2 separate regions of the Gossypium hirsutum genome follow, and region 2 is linked to region 1. The links are chromatin contacts, called in public Hi-C maps. All regions are on one chromosome and are shown on one strand. Each heading gives the region's core, a stretch centred on a gene start, on an enhancer-like site or on the middle of the called end of the contact. The rest is flanking DNA. Distances are from core to core; before and after follow the strand shown. Region 1 holds the start of LOC107912756 (mitochondrial 37S ribosomal protein S27). Region 2 overlaps LOC107912757 (protein PLASTID MOVEMENT IMPAIRED 2).

The links. A called contact is a pair of places that touch in the nucleus more often than the background predicts.
Region 2: a contact with region 1 is called in a Hi-C map of leaf, with 6 times the contacts expected there. The contact joins the enhancer-like site here to the promoter of LOC107912756 in region 1. A contact is called at or near these places in 4 of 34 Hi-C or Micro-C datasets (all in leaf).

What each region holds. Positions count from the first base shown.
Region 1 is chrA11:22,779,889-22,783,826 of Gossypium_hirsutum_v2.1, forward strand. LOC107912756 (mitochondrial 37S ribosomal protein S27) reads left to right here and starts at 2,038. Exons shown (of 2, transcript XM_041081365.1): 1 at 2,038-2,208; 2 at 3,008-3,472. The coding sequence starts at 3,042. The coding sequence ends at 3,350.
Region 2 is chrA11:22,817,113-22,821,141 of Gossypium_hirsutum_v2.1, forward strand. The region is part of intron 3 of LOC107912757 (protein PLASTID MOVEMENT IMPAIRED 2); the gene reads left to right. Among protein-coding and RNA genes, the nearest start is that of LOC107912759, 8.2 kb to the right of the region's middle. Within about 2 kb of position 1,764, at least 1 of the 9 cell types and tissues checked has an H3K27ac peak or open chromatin away from gene starts, as enhancers often do. A contact at or near this core is called in leaf, where this site is marked.

The DNA of each region.
Region 1 (3,938 bases), core at 788-3,287:
ACATATTACAATGGAATGGATATTTGTTTTCTAGTTTGCATCTTCATCGGTTGGTTTGACCTATCCCGAAATATCCATTGTTGTTGTGTAATCAAGTCGACGTTGATCGACCTTTTGGTTTGCGACGGAATGACCTATCGGGTAACAACTTAAACGGAGTGCTCGATACAAACGACTACAAACGATTGGTTTAAATACAAATATTTTAAATATCGATTTTGATAATTACAATTATTATGTTAAAATTTAAATTTTAAAACCCCAACCCTAAACCCTAACAAACTAAAAACCCTAACAACCCTAAACACCCTAATATAACACAGGAAAAAATGCTTCTAGCTAGCAATGTTTTCCCTAAATTGGCCTATACCAGTAAATATTCCAAAAATCGGCCTATTCCGGTAATTTTGAAAAAAATCAACATTTTTTTGGTAATTTAATCAGGAATATATATTAGATTGATTCAAAAAATAATTGTTTTCTATATTACCCGCGCATATATCCACTATATCTACTTGATTTATTTGAAATATATAGAAAATTTTATTATTTTGAATAAAGGGTGAGTAAAATTTGATTCAATTCAAAATAATCTAAAAAAATTAAATTTCAAGTTATTCGATTTTTTCAAGTAAACTCAAATAAGTTATTCGAGTTTCGAGTTCGAGTTGGGTTGAGTTCTATAATTCGAATAATAGATTGGTGTAAATACCCCTTTGGTCTTGTTAATTTTAAAAATGAGCAAATTGGTCTTTCTCTCGATAAAAAATACAAAAAAAATTCAAAATAACTTTCAAAAATTTAAAATATTTATAAAAATCCCAAAAATTATATATATTTTTTAAAAAAATTATAAACATTTAAAAAAGAATATATAAAGAAAGTTAATTTTTTTTAAATAATAATCTTGAGGACTTAAATAAGTTAATTAGTGATTCAAGTTTATCATATTAAAGTATTTTTTTCTTATTTTACTTTGAAAAACTTTTCAAATATTTATGTACTCTAACATGAAATTAGTTATAATAAAACAAGATTTTAATTTGACATATTTAATTTCTTAATTTAACTCGAACAATTTCATTTGATTCTACGCAACTTGAATTTCATTTCAATTAACTCGATTCGAAAATTTTCAAATTGAGTTAGGATGATAAAATATGACTCGTCCACTCGATTAACTCAAAAATTTTTCACTCAATTTGATTGAACGCTCACCCTTATTTTGAATAACAAACATATTACCTTTTATGCGAAAAAAAATCAAACAAAAAAATTTAAGGTAAATTACATCATTAGTCACTAAGCTACAGGTAATGTTTTTTGTTTGGTCACTTAATTAAAAAAGTTACAATTTGGTCATTGAACTATTCGAAAGTTTTCATTTAAGACACTTTGCTATTAAAATCGACACTATATGTCTTTCTCTATTCTTATTGTTTGCATCAATGGAAAGCTCTCTTTTCCAATATCTTCTATAATTCAATTTTTTCTTCACAAAATAATTTTGGACGCCACAAATTTGTGAATCGAAAATCTAACAACTTTTTTCTCTGATCTCCGACACTGACCATCATATCAACTTGGACCTAAAGTATGTTATTGTACTAGCCATTGGGTACTAATCCACCATAGGACCGTTGAATCATCGCTTGGAGCTCAAAAGTGAAACTTATTTTAAAAAAAATAAACATAGTAGCCTGTGATTTAAATAAAAACTTTTGAACAATTCAATGACTTGAATAAAAGTTTTCAAATAGTTCAATGGCCAAATTATAACTTTTTTTTTATTTAAGTGACCAAAACGAAAACTAACCCATAATTTAGTGACTAATGGGTAGTTTACCCAAAAATTTAAATACAAACAAATATTTTATTATTTATTATTTTTACTTCTTATAAATAAAAATATTTTTGAAAATAATAAATAATTAAATATTTTTTGTTTGTATAAAAAATTTTCGTTAGATTTTTTTCACACAATTGTAGTATGTTTGTTTTTTCAAAATTTGAAAATGATAAATGATAAAATATATTTTCAACAAGTAATCTAAAATTTGCTTAAGAAAATTCCCGGCCCACTCTCATCTATACTCACATATCCCCTGCCGCCACCACCACTCTGTCACAGCCTCCCCCTCCTCCTTCCCTGACCTAAGCCCCCTCTTTACCTTCAAGTTTCTGACAGACCAGTAAATTAGATAAAAGGTAATTTTTGAAACCCTAAATTTATCTTGCACATTTCTTTCTACTTGACTCATGAGAGAGATTTTGAGTTATCTACTCTTATCACTCTGCTATATTTGATTTTTCTGGTTTCGATTCTGCTGTTGGTTACTCTCCTTTCTCTGTTTACTTTGTTGAGAAATAGAATTTTTTCTAAAAGGTATCGGTTTAGTGGAAATGGCGGACCTTTATCGCCGTTTTTTTTTTTTTGGTTTCATTGCTATTTGTGTCCGCGATTCGTTGCTATTGATGTGAATTGAGGAGGTCTTTTGGTGGCGGCGGATTTTTCTGCTACCGCGAAATAGCGGCTGCAACTGCACTATTTGAAACCTCGATTTGAATAGTTTATAGAATGTTGTTTTGGTTTTAGAACCTGGTTATTTGATTATTAGATTGGGATTTGATTGTTTTTTTTTTATGTTTGAATTGAACCAAGATGGTTAAGAACAGAGTTTTATGATTGTTGTTTTAGTTTAGAACTAGTTGTTGAAATATCAGTTGTAAATTTGGTTATTAGGTTAGGTTAGGATTGAATTGAGATCATCTTGTTTCCTAAAATATTATTTCGATGCTTTTGCTGAAAGTTTCTTTTGAATATTTAATACTATTGAATGAGAAATAGTTGGAAATATATTTTTGTTCTGGTTTTAGAACAAATTGGGAAAATTTCTGCCCTAAATCTGGTTATGAGGGAGATCATCTTGTTTGCTAAAATATTTTGAAATTTTCAGTATGCTATTGCTGAAAGATTTATTAACATGATTGTGAAATTTTCTTGAAGTTTCTTTTCAACGTTTAACAGAATTGACTGAAAGATGAGTGCTGGTGGTTTAAAGAAAATGTTGGCTTCGGCCGTTGTAGTAGGGGTCACTGAAGCTCGAGCAAGAATATTTGGACAGATACTCAACCCAACGGGACAGAGATCACCCCATAAGATCTTACGCAAAAAGCTCATCGGGGACAAGGTTGCAGAATGGTACCCGTATGATATCAAGAACGATGATCCGCATGTCATGGCGCGTGAAGAAGAAGAGCGCTTATCGAAGCTTGAATCGTTGAAGAGACGTGGTAAGGGACCACCAAAGAAAGGCCAAGGAAGACGTGCCGCTAAACGCAACAAGTAGAGGTAATCACATGAGATGGTTTTTGTTTTGACTTCATAAATGGCTGTTTCTTTAATGCAGTTAGCCATCTTGTTGGACAGTTTGTTAGAATTGAAATCAAACCAAATATATTTGATTGTTTACTTGAACCAAAATTAAATTGAACTTAACAAACACCTAACTGAATACTACGGGTTTGAATTTGATTATGGTATTTTTGCTGCGCCCAAGTTTGGATTGGATTTCGAATAGATGAAATGGTTGAGATGGAGGGATGAGTTTCTTTAATCTGTTTGATTAGCTATAGACTCGATAATTTTAAGCACGAAATGATTAGATGTATACAAAATGGATACACAGGTGGTGAAGTTAATCTGCACTCTGTTTGCACATTTCCACTTCCACTCCGAAATGAAATTAAAATTATAACTTCCTTTTTCTTTTGTCAAGTTCTTTGAATGTACTCGTAGATTTTTGTTCATATTCAACTGTGTTGGATTGAAAGTGTACAAGTGTTGGATACTAATATGTAAAAAATGAAAATTTGAAGAAACATAGTTTTAAATTAGACTTTGTCTAGGGTTGGGTTGCGTTATCCCTTGCTTTGAA
Region 2 (4,029 bases), core at 514-3,013, 37 kb after region 1:
AAGTGTAAATTTCGATGGATTTATGGGCTAAACAATGTGCAACATAATTGACCGTTAATGGGCATATGAAAAAGAAATAAAAGAAATTCAGTCGCGCAAAATATGGGCTCCTCAATGATTCCGCCGTTAACAGATAAATCAAAACTATTGCTATTAAATCTAAAGTAAGAGTGGGATGGGATTGAGTAAAATTTTTTTATTTAATTGAGTTAATGAATCTTATTTTTTTTTTAATTTGATTTGAAATTTTTTTAAATTAAATTGAGTGAGATGAAATTTGAGTTGAGTCGAAATGAGTGAAATTATTTGAGTTAGATTAAAAAATTAAACATGTCAAATTAAAATCTTGTTATAATATAATTAATTCTATATTAGAGCATATAAATTTGAAATCATATATATTTAAAAAAATTAAAGCAAAATAATAAAAAATAAGATATTAGGATGATAAATTTAAATTATTAATTAACTTATTTACGTACTTAAGATTATTATTTTAGAAATTTTTTAAATTCTTAACTTTCTTTATATATTCTTCATATTTTTTTTTAAATTTTTAAAATTTATAAAATTATTTTGAATTTTCTTTTGTAATTTTTGTTGAGACAGACCAATTTGCTCATTTTTAAAATTGACAGGAATCAAAGAAGTATTTACACCAATCCATTATTCGAATTGTAAAATTCAACTTAAAATTCAAATAACGTAAAATTTTAAAAATTTTTCTAATAAAATCAAATTTTATCCAAACCTAATTAAGTTTAATAATAACAGCTAAATAATTTGACTCAACAATGATAGGAGGCCATCTTAAAAAGATGTCAACAATGGTGATCAGTCAGCTTTTGCCATGTTTTTAGAGAGGTGGAGTGTGGGTGTTAATAACCTAGTTAAAGATGCATTTGAAAGCAAGGACTGGATTCTGGTAGTTGTTTTCCCTATGCAAATTCATTATCACAAATGGATACTTTTATTCAACAACAATAGATTTGATGGTCCAGGCAGGAAATCAAGAAAGAAACATTTAAGGCTTCTCTTTCCCTATAAAATCATTTATACTTGATATTTTAATGAAAAATTTCATGATTCCTCTTCAAAATACCTAAACCAAGCTAAGTATCTATTCTTCCAACATTACAGCTTCTATTTTGATTTGATCCCATGTTTATATTTTGTATCCAACCTAAAAGATATTTATTGCAAATCATTGTTTATATTTTTTTTTGTTATAATTCGTTTCTTCCAAATATCATCAACTTTAACCATTAATTAAAAACATGGAATCACTTTAATGTTTTATTTGCTTACAATGTTGTGCTATGCATAGAATCTGTAGTAAATTAATCATTAAGTAAGAGACAAATTTTACATCATTGTCCCTTAATTTCGGTCAAGATTAAATTTCGGTCACCCAACTCTTTTTAATTATATAATAACCATTAACATTATCAAATTGTTATATTTTTGCTACTAATCTGATACCTCCCGTTAAAATGATAATGTGGCACATTAATTTAAAGGGATAATAACCAATTTGGTCCCTAAAATATAAATAAAATATTATTTTGATATCTTAATTATTTTCTTAATAATTATTCTAAAAAAAGTTTTTAAAAAAATTAAAAATTAATTATTATAAAAACTAAAAAAAATATTATATAAATATAAATATTAAATAAAATAATTATATTAAAAAATAAATTTTTCCCCGCCTCGCAACGATAGGGTAGGAGAGAAAGAGGTAAAGGGCGGGTGGGGAAGATGATGGGTGGGGAGAGGGAGGGGACCAACGGTGGGGGAGAGGAGAGGGATGGGTGGGGTGGGTTTTATTTCATTTCATTTTATATTTATATTAATATAATAATACAAATATTAATATAAAATTTTATAATAATTATTTATAATTCAATTCAATTTATTTTTAATATTTTTTAAAAATAAAATAATTTTTAAGAAAATAATTAAAAATATCAAAATAATATTTTATTTATATTTTAGGGGCCAAATTGATTATTAGCCTTTTAAATTAAGGTACAACATTATATTTAACAAGAGGTAATGGATGAGTGCAAAAATGTAACAATTCATTATCGTTAATAGTTATTATGTAAATGAAAAAGGTTGAGTGACCAAAACGTAATATTAACCGAAGTTCAGGGATAACAAGTGTAGTTTACCCTTATATATTATGAAATTAGACTGGCCGTTGTTATATAATGCAAGAGCGGATTGCTGACAAATGTAAGTGTTTTGGTTGTTTGTTTCATAAATGGAGATTGAACATGTCATCCACGACCACCCCTTGTCGGTCATTGAAAACGGGAATATATGGCATTGGTGCCATGCATGTAAGGATTCCATATAGGTCCCCGATGTATGGTTGCAACCGTTGTAGGTATTTTTTTCATAAATCTTGTCTTGATAGGCTCAAACCAGAGGTTCAAAGTTTCTTTCATCCATGCCCGCTTGTGCTCTCTCATTATTTTTGTTTAGATTGTTATGCTTGTTTTGGAGAAATCTCTTCAAACTATCGCTATCAGTATCAATGCAAGTTAAGTTGTCGTTTTAACATGCATGTGGAATGCGCCCTAAAGCCCATGGTAGAATATTCAGATGAGGAACACACCATTCAACATTTCACTCATTTTGATCATCCCTTAAAACCTGTTATTGATTCCACCCTGCAAAAACATGAAGTTGTCTGTGCCATTTGTGAAAAGCTCTGTTCTTCTTCTTCTTCTTCTTCTTCTTCTTCTTCTTCTTCTTCTTCTACCTACGGTTGCACGTAATGCAAGTTTTTCCTTCATAAATCTTGCATGACGAGCATTCCTCGACAGTTGATCAATCATCTCATCCATCCCTGCACTCTCCTATTCCTCACAACTCGTATCTCTCACTGCTGTGATAAATGCGGTGAAGATATTATCTCCAGAATAGAGTTCAGATGCCATAAATGTTATTTCTATCTGCATGTCAAATGTGCCCTGCTTCCCACTGTAGACTCTGAAGATGCCAAAGAGATCCAACATTTCAGCCACCCACATCCACTAGCACTCATCGAAAACCATAAAGATTTCAACAATGAACCTCAATGTGTGGCATGTGTGGAAACTTGCTTAGCTCCCACACCAGCTTTCAGGTGTAGCCGCAGATCATGCAACCACTTCTTTTTACACAAATCGGGCGCTCTTAAATTACCTTGCCTCCGTCCACATATTAACCATCCTTCTCATCCCCAACACAAACTCACCATCGCATCCCTTCCATACAATGATGAAATCCGTCGTTGTGGTGCATGTTATATGGGCTTTGATTCATGTCTTATAGCATATAGCTGTCCGAAAGATAGGTATGGGTGTGGGTTTAACCTTCACTTGGATTGTAGTAAGCTCGAACCCTCTTTTGTTCTCGATGGCCATAACCATTTTCTCACTCTCATTGAGAAAGTAGCCGATATGACTTGCCATTTTTGTGGTGCAAATTGCTGTAATTTCATTCTTCGATGTTTGGAATGTGACATAAACATCCATATCCAGTGTCTTCCATCAGCACCCAAAACAATAAGCCACAAATCTCATCTCCATCCTTTACTATTTACAAGTCTCCTTTAGAATATGAGTTGAACTCAACGGAAGACGCTTATAATTCTGATGATGAATTTTATTGCGATGTTTGTGAGGAAAAAAGAAATAAAAGAGAGTTAATTTACTTTTGTGAGGAGTGCAGATTTATTGCTGAAGTGAAATGCGTCCTTTCTGCTGTAAGTGTATCTTTTGAAAAAATATTTAGTTAATTCAATTATTTCATTTACTAATTAACTTTTAGGAAAATAAACATTTAATTTGAATTAGATATTAACTTTATTTTAACTTCTTCTTGACTAAATTATTTAAATTAGAGGAGAGTGATGAGTATAAATATATATTTGACACATATATAATCAAGTAAATTACTTCAATTTAGTATTTTTATCAAAAGTATTTGCATCTTAATATGTATACCTAACTATTGTTTATATATATATATATG